Regions from separate parts of the Rattus norvegicus genome. Here all the other regions are linked to region 3. The links are chromatin contacts, called in public Hi-C maps. All regions are on one chromosome and are shown on one strand. The core of a region is the stretch at or near the end of the contact, and the rest is flanking DNA. Distances in the headings are between cores, read along the strand shown.

The links. Hi-C and Micro-C count contacts between places; a contact is called where the count stands out from the background.
Region 1: a Hi-C map of Schwann cells shows a contact between it and region 3, with 4 times the contacts expected there. The contact joins the enhancer-like site here to the promoter of Cux1 in region 3. A contact is called at or near these places in 3 of 12 Hi-C or Micro-C datasets (the A7r5 cell line, Schwann cells and liver) and 1 of 1 datasets of contacts at active chromatin or transcription factors (oligodendrocytes).
Region 2: a contact with region 3 is called in a Hi-C map of the A7r5 cell line, with 1.9 times the contacts expected there. The contact joins the enhancer-like site here to the promoter of Cux1 in region 3. A contact is called at or near these places in 2 of 12 Hi-C or Micro-C datasets (the A7r5 cell line and hepatocytes).

What each region holds. Positions count from the first base shown.
Region 1 is chr12:25,953,365-25,958,364 of GRCr8, reverse strand. All of the region lies in intron 8 of Cux1 (cut-like homeobox 1), which reads right to left. Among named protein-coding and RNA genes, the nearest start is that of Sh2b2, 110 kb to the left of the region's middle. Within about 2 kb of position 1,649, at least 29 of the 93 cell types and tissues checked have an H3K27ac peak or open chromatin away from gene starts, as enhancers often do. A contact at or near this core is called in Schwann cells, where this site is marked.
Region 2 is chr12:25,885,860-25,890,751 of GRCr8, reverse strand. All of the region lies in intron 2 of Cux1 (cut-like homeobox 1), which reads right to left. Among named protein-coding and RNA genes, the nearest start is that of Cux1, 140 kb to the right of the region's middle. Within about 2 kb of position 1,916, at least 6 of the 93 cell types and tissues checked have an H3K27ac peak or open chromatin away from gene starts, as enhancers often do. A contact at or near this core is called in the A7r5 cell line, where this site is marked.
Region 3 is chr12:25,741,461-25,745,978 of GRCr8, reverse strand. It overlaps Cux1 (cut-like homeobox 1), which reads right to left and starts at 2,008. Exons shown (of 23, transcript NM_053860.1): 1 at 1,878-2,008. The coding sequence starts at 1,940.

The sequences.
Region 1 (5,000 bases), core at 400-2,899, 210 kb before region 3:
TGTAGGCCTGGCTATCCTGGAACTCCTCACACAGACCCATTAGCTTCTGTCCCTGGAGTGCTGAGATTAAAGGCGTTCAGAGCCTGGCTTCTGCAGTAAATTTCGAGGGACACATTTATTAAGGCTTTAACAGTTCTGGAATAGTTTGAATGAGAAACTTTTGGTCCCCATAACACCAGCACCAAAATGGCAACTAATTCAAATTTCAAAATGTAGATAGAGTTCAGGGGCTGGGGAGATGGTTCAGTTGGTAAAGAGCTTGCTGTCCCACTATGAGCACCAAGTGAGATACCCAGAACCCATGATGAGAAAAGGCTGGGCATGGTGGTGAACACTGGAATTCCTAGCTCTGGGACCCTAGACAGGAGCTGACCCTGTAGTTCAGAGTCCAGTTCAGTTGGTGAGTTCCAGGATATTAAAAGGCTTTGTCTGAAATAAAAGGAGTGTGTGTGTGCGGATGGTCACCCGAGGAAAGACAGGCTGTTTTCTAACAGCTTACACATGTGCTCCTTTACACACGGCACAGGCTGGTACACACACAGACACGCACAGTAATAGTCAAATGTCTGCTGGGCCAACCTCTTCTTTAGGTCAGACCCCAGGAGACTGGGACAGGAAAGTCCTCGGAGACCAACACTGAGTTTTAGATGTGAAGCAGGACCCTTATGCAGGATGGAATCCTACCAAATGCACTAATGCCTCTGGAAATAAGGCAGGTTCCACTGAAATCCTTATTCAGGTCCAAACCCTCAAACATCAGACAGGATTGCGTCTCTGTTTTTAGGGAAATTAATCCAACCAAGATAATTACAGCAACTCACTGGAAACTGATGACTCATGAGAAAGATGGAAAACAATTACATTCTTAAAGTGACAGGGGACAGAGTGCTGCTGAGGTTTCAGGATACTTCCCTTCGGTCTTTCCAAATTTACTGAGGTGTAGTGTAAGGAGGATCACAGCCAGCCTTGGCTACATAAAGTTCAGAGCCAGCCTGGGCTACAGATTGAGATGCCTCCCCACCCCTGCAAAGGCTGGATGTGTAGTATATGTTTATGTTTTTAATCCCAGCATTCAGGAGGCAGAGGCAAAGTGCGGTGGATCTTAACAAGTTTGAGACCCGGTTCACACAGTGAGTTCCAGGCTGGCCAAGGCTACTCCCTGTCTCAAAGCACCACAGAAACAAACAAGCAAGCAAACAAAAGGGAGGTGTGACAGCTGGAGAGATGGTTCAGCAGTTAAAAGCACTGGTCGCTCTCTCAGAGGACCCAGGCTCAGTTCAGTTCCCAGGAGACACAGGGCGGCAATCAGCCTTTCATGTCTCTCATGGAGGTTTGATGCTCCTTACTGGACTCCTTGGGCACTCGGCATGCAACAGTACTTCTAGCTGAATGGAGGAGGCAGCAGCCTGCTTGGGTGCTGCCTGTCCATGCCTCATTCATGCAGTTAACGTAGTATAAGCTTTCTCAATGACTGCCATAAACAGCAAGAGTGGTGACATCTGAAAACCCACCAGGAACAGTCCAGAAACATCTGTACGCAGGCTGCTGCCACCTCTGCTCACCAGCATGCCAGTCATACTTCCCATGGGACAGTCATGCTGGGAGCCATGCCTGCAAATCAGAGTTTGGGTTCTCTGAGCAATCAGCTACTGACTAACAGGAAGTCTTGTCTTTTTCAGAGCGTGCTGCAGGGTATGAGACACACTTGTCACACACTGTACAAAGAGCAGACTTTGAAATGAACCCAAGCATTTCTTCATCAATGTTGCTTTTGTAACGTATTATGGAAGCATTTGCATATATACTATCCATTAAATACAAGCAGAGGTGAGGAATATAACATGCAGAAGTGTAAGAAATATGACATTTTCTGATAGGAAAGTTTGGGAGCAACTAAGAGTAACCTTAGATATAGAAAGATTATGTCTGCCTTAGGATTCATTCCTCTCCCTCTTCTCTCCCTGGTGGGAGAGGGACTTGAACCCAGCGCCTTGAATATATTGGGCATACACTCTAGTATGCTATACTCATCTTCTTTTAAGATTGATGTTTTTTAGTTTTCTGAGACAGAATTTTATAGTCCAGGCTAGCCTCAAGGTTGCTTGGTAGCTCTGGATGATTTTTAACTTGTGATCTCTTGGCCTTAACCTCCTGAGTGCTGGTGATTGAACCCAGGGCATCTTCTACACATGCGGCTAGGCTAGGACTGCAGCCTCGGAGCCACACCTCCAGCCTCTACCTTAGGTAGAAGGGATCTAGCTTTTCATCGCAATTTAAACTTGTCTTCACTGAACTCTGCCCTGGTGGTCTAGAAGGTGTTCCACGACCCTCCTTCTCCACCCCAGGCCCACTGCGGAGGGAAAACTGAAACAATAAAGCCTAGGGCTTGCTAGAGAGCTTGATGGATAAAAGTGCTTTTCTGCCAAGCCTGGTGACCTGAGATCCATCTCTGGGCTCCACATATTAGAAGAAGAGAAAGAAGTGGTTACTAAAAGTTATCCTCTGACTTCTCTGCATGTGAGCACCACAACACATCACACACACACACACACACACACACACACACACACACACACACACACACACTGCAGCACGGGTGGAGAGAAGTGGGTGGCGCCGTGAGCATCAGGCTCCTCTCAGGGTGATGTTGCCTGCTGAAGACAGCCCCAGGGAGAGTGGTAAAATTCATGCTCACAGACTTCCTAAGATGCTGCTTTAAGGTCCTTAAGGTGCTACATCTGCCTTTGCTATGGGACACAGAGAGAACGGGATTCCAGGGTGACCATTTGAGGAGGTACATTAAAAAAAAAAAAAAAAAAGCAGAAATAATCCATTTATTTAACCCAGCAATAGTTATAATGTAAGGGCCTGCAATCCGCTCACACAACAACTGTTTGGCAAGCCCCCCTGTGTTCCAACAAATATTAAACTGTACTTGCCATTTGTCTACGGAATCTTGCATTAATAAACATGAAGAAGAACACTTTACCTCCCACTCTCAGCGATGGGACCAAACAAAGACCAGCTGTACTCATCAATGGGGCCTTGTTCTGTGCATAAAGGCTAATTACATTTTGCTTCAAGCCTACACATGGAAAACTTTACTGCCACTGTCCCTATCACAGCCAGCCGAGCAGTCCCAGCTGACGCACAGCTGAAACGACTGCAAAAGCAGCAGTTAGGGATGGGGGTGGAGGGCTCCAAGTGGCCTTGTTGCCTTTGACCTGTATTCCCTTCCCCCGCAAGGGTCTTGGGTAGCCCAGATTGGCCTCTAACGATATAGCTGAAAATGAGCTTTAACTCCTCCCCTTCCTGGCCTCCACCTCCCAAGTGCTGGGAGTGGGTGCATGTGCCCTATACCTGCTTCTTAGTTACTGAAGGCCAAACCTAGGGAGGGCCTTGTGGATCCTGGGCAAGTGCCCTGGCCATCAGCTGAGTTATATCCCCCAGTCCCCGTGGCTTCTTTTTAAATGGGGATGGTCAATGGTCTGAATGACTGACAAGCAATGTGTATCCTATAAACTGACAGGAAATCTACATGGGGTTCTGCTGTGAGTGTTCCCAGTCCTTATAGGGCCGGTTCTCCACACTCCATCCCTCTCCACAGCCCCAGTGCTAGAGGCCCTGGAGGCCACAGTGTATATGGGGAACAGAGAACTCGCTCTCCCAGCAGCCTTTACCTCAAAGTCTCTGTTCTTCTGTCTCCCACTCCCTTCCCCGGGTCTCCGTTAGTCCTTGGCGCAACACTCTACTGAGTTTTTGGAGATGCTTAAGGCTGTCCCAGAACAGATTTCTCCCTAGCATCCATGGGAATAAAAATATGTCTGGTTCAACAAAATACAAGGAGGTTGCACCTGAAGCAGAGAATGAGGTGACAGTCCTCCTAGAACTGAGAGGAGGACAATGCAGAGGAGGTAGCTGTGCGCTGTATTTAGTTTGAGAGAGGGTCTTGCTAAATAGCTTAGGCTGGTCTAGAACTTGGAATCAACCCCCAGAGTTCACAGGTGTGTGCCGCCACACTTGCTTTCTCTGGTGCTTCGTTCTGTTTTAAGCTCAGGCTCCTTATGTAGTCAGGGGCAGCAGAAGTCCTAGTCCTGCTCCCTCTTTCCTGGTTTTATGTGATGACACAGATGGATCCAGAGCTCCATGAAGAGGGATGCAGTTTCTCAACTGAACTACACCCCCGGTCTCCTCTGGTGCCCCCAACCCCACAACCGCGCGTGCATGTGTGTGTGTGCGCACGCGCACATGAGCATGGAGGCCAGAGGTCAATCTTGAGTACTGTTTCTCAGGAACATGATTTTACCTTTGAAGTCAGGGTCTCTCTCTCTCTCTCTCTCTCTCTCTGGGTCCTGAGCATCAGTTACTATAAGTTGGGTGGCCAGGGAGCCCCAGGGATCTGTCTGCCCGTTTCTACCTCCGCAGTAAGCAAGTCCAGCTTTTATCCAGGTCTTCATGCTTGCAAGCAAGCACTCCATGGTCTGAGCCACCTTCCTAGCTCTACTCCTTTCTACTCAGAGAAATTAAATTTTAGCCCAGGCTAGCTGAAGTTCAAACTTTCCATATTCATCAGCCCACAGTACCCATGGGCACAACTTTCAAAACCATGGCAGGTCTTTCAAGAGGCCAGAGTGGCCTGGTTGTTTCACAAACCCCTTACACCTGGATAGCACAGCCTCACCAGGTCTGGTACGCCCCCAGCTACTTCTGAAGCAGATGCTTGAACACAAGAATTTGAAATCAGCCTAAGTAGCACAGTGTAACTCCTGCTCAGAACAGCACAGAAAGGAGGACTGGGACTGTAGCTCAGTGGGTAAAGCACTTGCCATGCAAGCAGAACTATGATTTAGAGCCCTAGTAGTCACCTGAATCCCAGACGAGCTGCCTGAACCTGGCAGTGGGAGGCAAAGGCAGGATAGCCCCAAGCAAGTGGCTTTGCCAGTGAGTTCTGGGTTCAAGTGAGAGCCCCTGACATGACATATACGGTGGAAACCACTGAG
Region 2 (4,892 bases), core at 667-3,166, 140 kb before region 3:
TTTTTATTTACATTCCTGTGCTGTATTGGTTTCTTTTCTATTCCTGTGATAAAACACCATTACTAATGCAACCTACAAAAGAGTAACTGGTTTAGGGTTCAAGAAGGTTAGAGACCATTATGGTGACCATTATGGTGACCATTACGGTGGAGTGAAGGCATGGTGGCTGGAAGCTCACAGCTCAGAACTACAAGCAGGAGACAGAGAGCACGCTGGGAATGGCAGGAATCTTTTGAAGTCCTAAAGTCTGCTCCCAGTGACATGTCCTCCAACTATGCCACCTCCCTCATCCTTGCCCAACAGTTCCAGTAACTGGGGACCAACAATTCAAACATATGACCCTCTGTGGACCGCGCTTATTCAAATTACCGAAGGTGCGTTTGTCCACGTGTGTGCAGGTGCCCTAAGGCAGAAAAAATGTTGGATTCCCACTGCACTGTGGGTCATCTGATATGGGTGCTGGAAACAAAATTCAATTTACAGAGGAGCACCAAGTGTTCTTAACAGTTGAGCCACCTCTTCAGCCCACTAATTGTTTTAAAATAGGTAATAATCACAAATACTAAGACAGTGAAGATAAGAAATCATGCTCAACAGGCTGTGAGGGCAGTGCAGAGCCATACTTAAAACATTGGGAGTTGTTATTTCGAGTCTCACTTTCCTGGTGACCTCTGTAGATTAGTATGTCCCAATATCAGAAGGTTATACAGGCCTGAGACCACATGCTAATATTCCTTTTTAGGATATGGCTGATTTAACTCTCTCTTCTTCAGGCTGTATGTAAATTTCTACAATGAGCAACCCATCAGAGGAAAAAGTCTCAGGAGACAGTGGGAAAGAACTAGAACACCACAAACCAGTGTCTCAGGAGCGAGGGCAGCCCCAACAGTGCCGATGTGAACAGACACAGGGTATCAATACTCAGCTGACAAATCTTAAAATACGGACAGGACGTGTGTGTGTGTGTGTGTGTGTGTGTGTGTGTGTGTGTGTGTGTGTGTGTGTGTCCTAAAGGCAGACTGAGGCATAGCTCAGAATGCTTGCCTAGAATCCCCACAGTGAAGTGCTAAGGACCAGCCTCAGCCAAAGAACTGCTTTGTAGTATTGCCAGAGCTTTGGGTTCAATCCTTAACAATCACAAAACAAACAAACAAATGTTTATATAACTTAAAGTCAGAGCTTAAACATGTTCTGTCCAGATCTGGTCTCCATTTCAATTGCTTCCTCATCTGAAAGTCTGACCTCAATTTTTCCCACCGTTCACATGGGTCCTTGCTTTCTAAAAGGAAGAGGCACGGGGAAGGTGTTCCTTTGTCTCAATCACGAACACATACAGTTTATTAATATTTAGTAGCTTCACAGAGCTGCTCAGGAGTAATTAATAATAAAAGATGAGCAAGGCTACTTGCAGACACAATGCTTACTGCACACGATCAAAAGGAGGCTGGATCCTAACCAGGTGCCTAGTGGCCCATGAGCAACCAGCAAGTCCACAGAGGGGAATCTAAACGAGGTCTGTTTGCACATGGCTCTCCCCCTTCTCCTCCTAGTCTCATTTCTTATGGAAAATAAGACAGAGCGAGCTACTGGCACAGGAAACGCAGACTATAATTTCTTAATTTCTAGATGGAATTCTTTATGCCATATGGATGGCCTACAAAATGTCTGATGAAGCAGACAACGAAGGAACGGAAATCTTTGGAAGCAAAGTTTAAAATCCTTTAAAACTATGTGAAGATGTTCTCAAGTGTCTCAAAGGAGGCCTGCACGGAGCAGGGGAGGTGAAGCAAAGTCTTCAGGGCAAAATGAAGCATCCTGACCCTGATCCTCACCCTGAGTGACCAGTGTGAGTGCTGCTGACAACAAACTCAACTATGGAGCTGAGGGAGGGTGGAGAGAAAAGGCACACTCTAGGACATTCCAATGCTCAATCTCCCCAAGCTATCTGAGTCACTGGCCTCCCTATGCACTAGTCTCAAGTGCTCAGAGTAGTTGCCTCTCATTATCCATTGGGGACTGGCTTCAGCCCTTCATGCATCTGATATACCATGGACACCGAAGTTCCTTACACAAATGGGGCAGTACTTACACAGAACCGGCTTGTACACATCCACACAGTGCACACTGTGAATTTTAATCTGTTTATAGTCAGGGATCTGGGGATGAAACTCAGGGACTCACCTGTGCTAGACAAGGTCTCTACCACCATGTCCCCGGCTGGCTCTCACTGAGAGTGGAGGCCATTGTTCTATCTGTAGTGTATACCAACCTCAGCCCTGAATCATCTCTAGATGCCTTGCAATATTTGCCATAGTAACAGTGCTATGTGTACAGCTGCCATACTGCATCATTTAGGGAATAAACTAATCACAGCAGAAATCTGCACATTCAATACAGTTGAGACTTTTAGCCTCAATATTTTCAATCCATGTCCAATTATGTATGTATGGAGAATTTGAAGGCATGGGGGTGTCAACTACTTAAAGAGCCATTTTTAAAGCATTAAGAAAAAATGTAACACTTAGCAGAGAAAATGACTTTAAATACTTTTGAACTCAGGGTGTGGTGATGCATGTTATAAACCCAGAAACTTGGGAGGATCATCTACGCAAGCCTGAGCTACCTAGAGAAACTGGCTCAAAAGGGAGGGAAAAACAAACAAACAAACAAAACCAAAAAAACAATTAGGTACTTTAGGAATTCCTCTTGCTACCTTTTTCGTGCCTCTTAAGCCTGAGTAGACTTCAGCCAGCCTTGAGATTCACTCTTGAATATCAGCCTGGCGTCTGTGCAGTCACTCAGTGGAAGGCTGCTGTCCAGAGCCGCTTTACTGGCTGGATGAGTCACACGGAAGTTCACAGATGTCAAAAGCAGCTGCCCAGACTTTTCTGTTATTACCATATACGGTTAGTATAGATTCATTTATCTCCAACCATTGAATGGAGCTTCAGCAACTCCATACCTATTATTTCTCTTGAGAACTTCTCCATCTATAACTCTGCCATATGAAGACTATAGCCCCAATCAACCAAGGACCTGAAACCATCACCCTGGGCTAGAAAAATGTTTGCATGGCTAAGTGTTTGAATAGGTCAAAGTACAGGGCTAACTTTACATTCCAGCAACATCCAAAGAGAACAGCACAGGGCAATAAAGATTCCAAACCAATTTCATCTGAGTAGTGCTTCCCCCACCCTGCATTTTGTACCACACACTCGGGAATGGTCTGTAAATACCGTGGTAGGTGGGAATTGTTTCTGACATATTCCCTGTAAAGTTCCGACAAGCTGGCAGAATTATCTGGGAAAGGGCTGGAGGCGAAGCTAAGTTGGCAGAGTGTTTTCCTAGCTCGCCCTGTGTTCAGCCGTAGCAGTACATAAACCTACCACATGGCAAACACCTATAATCCCAGCACTGGGGAGGTAGAGGCAGGAGGAATTCAAGAGAATTCAAGAGTTCAAACAAAGCCAAACTTGAGACCATGTCTGAGCAACAAAACAGAAGCCCAACCAATCAATCTAAACAACAGAACATTCCCTCCCAAACTAATCAACCAACCCAGAAAAAAATTATTAGCTAAGAAAAATGTTCCATTCATGTATTCAATCAATAAACTTCTATGCAGTCAAACTTACAGACAAGCAAAGAAATACGCCTCTAGGTCTGTCTCCACTTTCCAGCGGATGGGAGAATGGACACCACCTACCCTTGGGGTGACCAGCAGCTGACTCTTCATGACCTCAGCTGTGCCTCCTGGGAGTTCAACCAGAGAAGGCTTCTCCCATATAGAAAATAGAGAATTCTTAGCTACAACCTTTAAAAGATACAAAGACCTATAAAAAAAAAGCAGCTATAGACAGTGGCTATCCAGAAGTCTGTGCCCCGGGCATCCAGACGTTTACTCTCAGGTGCAGCTATCTAAGTCCACCCAGGACTCTCTGAGACTCAAGGAAACACGAACTAAGCTTGGTTAACATGGTGGTGCACACCTGTCATCCCGGCACTCGGGAGGCCGAGGCAAGTGGATCATGAGTCTGAGGCCGTCTGTGCTACAGTGCTGGAGGACACTGTCCCTGGTTATGATGCGGGCATTTCTGTCTTGTAATCAGAGCAGCTAACATTATGCACACGTGACTCAGGGCTAGGCACACTGCAGTGTAGCTCAGTTGGTAGAGTGCTTGCCTGATATACAGGAGGCTCTAGGTTTCATCTCAGGAAATGCATAAACTGGGATGTCGGCTTACAGGACGGTAATCCCAACACTCAAGAGGTGGAAGTAGGGATACAAGAGGTCAGGGTCATCATTGGACTAATCTCTGGCCATCTTGGGCTACATCAAACAAGATCTTGTATTAAAACAAGATGAACTCGCCTCGTATATTCTCTCAAAGGGGTGGAAGGAGCATCACCAGGACCCTCACCTGAGATTCAGTCACTCTTTTGCTGTGGCCTAGCCCCAGCTCTCTGCTCCACCTTAGCTTCCAATCAAGACCCTTTTGCAGACAAAACTTTCCAGGGGATGAGGGGACATGCGAGCCTGTGGCCAGAAAGGGCATGTTCTGGCCTGGAGGAGAAGCTCAGTCAGTCGAGTGTTTGCCCACCATGCAGAAGCCCTCAGTCTCATCCCCAGCACCACACACACTGGGCAGAGTAGCATACACCTGTAACCTCAGCCAGCAGGAGGGAGAGGCAGGAAGATCAAGATTAACTTGAGTTACCCTGTCACAAAAAGAGGGGCAGAGCAGTGAGCTCAGTGGATAAAAGTGCTTGCTGCTAAGTCTGGTGCCCTGAGCTCAATCGCTGGAACACATGCATCTGAAAGAGACAGCTGACTCCTGCAAGTTGCCCTCTGACCTCCAAATGCCAGACCTCTGTACTTTTTTAAAAAGCGG
Region 3 (4,518 bases), core at 759-3,258:
TGCCTCTATGGACCACAAGACTGTCCCCTATCTCTGATGTCCCCAATGATCAAAGCTCTGAGGGCTCATTTGCCGCTCACCTTCAACTTGGCTCCGGCTACGCACAACATCCACCTGGCAGAATCCCGGGGCTGTCCAGGCGCCGTGAACGCGGGGCTAGCACTAGCAGGGAGGACCCCGAGGGCGAGCAGCTGGTTCCGATGAGGAGTGGCAGGCGGAATAGCATCCTCTGGACACGCAGGCAGCTCCGCCGCGGATTGGGAAGCCCCAATACCATCCCCTCGAGGCGATGGGGAACCACAATCAGTCTCCTTACAGTCCAGCGGGGCCCCCGGGGCTTTGCTTTCAAGAACCGGGTTGGAGAAGGCAGCTTGGAGCGGACCTGAGGCGCGCTCCATAGTTCCCGGGGCCCTTTTGCAAAGAGGACAGAACACACCCCTTCGCGAAAGAGAGTGAGGGGCTGGAGTGATGAAAGCGACCGATCCCCGAGGGGGGAGCCCTGGAAGTCCCTGAGACGCGCAGCTAAGTCTGTCTGCACCGATCGGTGACCCGGGAGGAAAAGCGCCCCGAGACCGGGTCACGCAGCGGCCTGCGCTCGGTGGAAAGTTGCAGCCTTCCTCCTGCACCTTCTCCCTTCTCCGGGGCCGATCCCACACTCTGCGCGACCCACTGGTGTCCCCCCGCAAGCCAAGTTTTCCCCTTCCAAAGCTTCCCCCACAACCCCTTCCCGGGGAAGTCCCCGGGCGCAAAAAAGGGGGACAGATCCAGCTCCGCAGTCACTTTCACGCAGCAGACACACAAAAGAGCGCGGGGCTTGCGGGTTGGCCCCGGGACGTAAACAAACGGGGTGGGGGAGGGACCCGCCACACCGGGTAGCCGTTCCCCTGGTCCGGTCGACACCGGTTGACAATCCCTCACGGGAGTAGTAGAAAAAAGATTGGTGGCCGCTGGGCCCAGAGACCGATCGAGGAGCAGTCAGGAGCTCCAACCCACCCGCCGTCTCCACGACAAGGGCCACCCGCCAGCCTGGCCGTCGCCGCCGCCGCCGCCAGCCGCCGGTGGCCGATCTGACCCTCCCCCGGAGCCGGCGGCACCACAGCGCCACCAGCTCCAGCTCCGCCGCGCCGGCGGGGCAGTGGCGGCGGCGGCGGCGGCGGTCCGCGACTCTCTCCTCCAGGAGACAGAGGAAAGAGAGAGAGCGAGAGACAGGCGCTTCACCCCCCACCAGCAACTCCCCACAAACTTTCCCCGGGAATACGCCGGGGCTGAGCTGGGGGGGAAGGAAGGACGTGACTGGCGCGAGGGCGACTAGCGTCCCGAAGCTCCCCTTCTTTGCAACCCCGCCACCCCTCCAGAGCCACCCCGTGGCTCGTCCCCCTCTTTAGCGCGCGCGAGTTCCCACTGAGCCCCCATGGGGGGGGGGGGGACCGCCGCTCCCCCTTCCTCTCCACCGGGGTCCCGCGACAACGACAGCGCGCGGGGTCGGCGACGGCGGCGGAGAGGACGATGAGGATGATGATGGCGATGATGGTGGGGAGGAAGACACCCTCCGGGGTTGAAGGGGGCAGACACCGGGGGGCAAAGATGTTGGTGGCGGCTGGCGGCTCCGGCGCCATCTTGGGCTGATCGATGAATTGAACAAAGAGGATCAATTTCTGATCAAGCCGAGTGATCAATGAGAGCCGGGGAGCCCGAGGGACTCGTCGCCGACTCGGCCCCGCTCTTCTGCCGGCACCCCCCTCCTGCTTTCCCCCGTCGCCTCAGCACCCCCGCCAGGGCCCTGGCAGCCCGGAGTGTCACCCTCCTTCCTGAGGGAGGCCGCGACCGCCCGCAGCCCTCACCCCCCGGGCGCGAGGCCGAGCGCCGAGAAGCCTGACCTGCAGCTGCTGTAAATCAAAGCGCTTCCAATATTGAAACATCGATCCCACATTGGCCGCCATCTTGAGACATATTGAGACGGAGTGAGAGGCTGATAGAGAGGGGGCTGGAGTTCAGGAGCCGCCAGGAGGCAGCAGGCGGGCGGGCGCCAAAACCCGGCCTGGAGCCGGCCGCCGCCTCAGCCACCGCGGACGCGGACTCCTTCCTCACGGCGCCGCCGCCGCCGCCACCGCCTCAGCCATGGAGTCCAGAGCCTGAGGGAAACGCAGCGGCGGCGGCGGCGGCCTTGACGCGCGCGCGCCGCGCTCTCTCTCCACAGCCCGAGCGCGGGCATCCGGGGCCCTCGCGACCCCTCACCCTTTTTCCCGCGCGCCCCGCCACAAGCCCCCTCCCAGGCCGCGCTGCGACCCTACGGCGGCCCGGCCTCGAGGGGGCGCTGCAGGGTCTCCTCAGGACCCTGCAGCTCACCTAAAGGGTGCCCTCCCAACCCCCCCCGGAAAGGTCGCGGTCGCTGTTGGTCAACGCTTTGGGAGAAAGTCCCCCTCGCTTGGCGTGGGGACGGTGGACTGCGCTGCGACAGCAGGGTGCGGGCGCTGCGCTCTTTTGCACCGTGCGCGCGGAGCGAGCAGAGCCCACCTGCAAAGCCAGCGGCCCAGACCCCAGCCGCCATCCCGTGCGCCGGGGCTGCGGATGACCTCACTCCGCTCCCCTGTGCGCTCCAGCTGGGGGACCTCCAGACCACAGCGGTCGCGACCAGTGTTTCATATTCAAGGAAGTACAATTGTGTCGTGGTGAAAGGGAGGGTGGGGGGTGACCACCAAGCCTTGGAGCCTGCGGCTGCTGCCGCCACAGCTTCCATTCACGTCCTACACACACTCGGTTGCAATCCCCTACTTGCACCGGGACACATCAGCTAGTGGCGGCGGCCTTCCCACCCTTCAGAGCCGCTCCAGCGTCTGCCAGGACTGGGGCAAGTCTTGGAACACAGCTCTGTCCCCAACCATGCTTGTGCGACACAACTCAAGAAACTTCCTCTGGGGTTCACACAGCTCCGCGCCTCAGTCTTTGCAGGCAGAAAGTTTGAGAGCGTGCAGTGCACTCGAAACCGAGCGCTCGTTCCCAAGTTTTGCAAAAACGCTCACATTTAAGCCAGGAGTGGGGAAGGAAGTTCTCTTTACATTTCCTTCTAGCCCCAAAGCACACGTTTTAGGATCTTCATCTTTAATGGATTTATTCACACCAGAGAGTTTGCGTTTACAGTAGGAACACAGTGTTTTCACTTTGCTGCACTTCGGTGAACGTGTAATTAGTTAAGACAAATCCCTAAATTCCTTAATCTTGAAAATTATATGTAAATAACGTCTGTATGGCATACCAAACATGACAGTAGAAAATAATTGCTCTCTGAGCCAAGTTTGAGGGTTTAGCGCTATTTGGTTGCGGTGAGATCGATATTTTTGGAGAATGAGGTTGGAAGGGAAAGTCCCACCGAGATTTAAAGAATACAAGTGTTCCCGGGTCTTGCAACTGCACCCAGAAGCCTCTGTGTCTATGCAGCGGTCCGGACCGAGTTGCAACCCCAAGTCGCAGCCTTTGAAGGGCAGGAGCCACCCGAAGCAGGTGCGTGGGAGCGCGCGGGCGTCAGGAGGCGCAGAGCCAGCCTGTAGTCTGGATGCTTTGACGCGGCGCCAGGCGGGACACTGCGGACCTCGGGTGGCCGCAAGCTGCCTGAGTGTCAGGCGCCGGAGCCGGAACGCGCGGACGGCCGCGCTGCAGCTCCGTTAGCACCGCCCGGTAGAGGGCAGCGGCTCCCTTACACTCAGGTCCTGAGGGTCCCCACCACCGACACCCGCCCCCAGCGCACGTGCCCACCCCAGCTCCGCGCACTTGGCCACGCCTTGACCGGGATCGAGGCGGGAAGCAACTCCTTTCCCACCTAAAAGCCTCTTAGAATTTACCGGATTTTTCCCTGTCTTGTATTTTAAAGACCATCTACGCTTGTGCGGTGGTCGGCAAGAATGACAAAAAATTGACCTAAAAGTGGCTAGGCAAAATGTGCGGGAGCATTAAGCCAAGCAAATTTCCTCTCGTGGGGAACGGTCGGGGAAATGGTATGGATTTACCACAGATGTTCTCAATCTAATTATCCTGTCGATCCCCTGGGTTTGAACTTTAAAAACTGAAATATATATGACCTGTGTAATGGAAGGGAAGCACATCTGGTTGGAATTCAGAGTCTGAATCCATGGCAATATTTTAGATATAAGTTTGACGGGTATTAAATACAATTGTTCCGTTTCTAGTTATGTTTATACGTTTGCATGTTACCCTGGCTTACATTGGGAGGCCCAGAGCTTAAGCTTTATTTAAATAAAATTTTAGATTTCTCCTAACAGAATTTTTAGGTTGTACAAACTTTATTGCCCTCGGCCAGGAAGAGGGGAGGGAAAAAAATTAGGATAATTTCTCTAGTGGAAAAAAAAATGTTCTCCTTTCAAAAGATAATTCACTAATCAAAAACCATCTTGGGTGAATGAAGTAATAACGCAAAAGACTTGTGACAAGCTTTTAAAGAATGCATTTAAGATGTTTAGAACAAGTATTGTCCTAAAAGAACAACTTAGAGACGGTGGGGTGGTT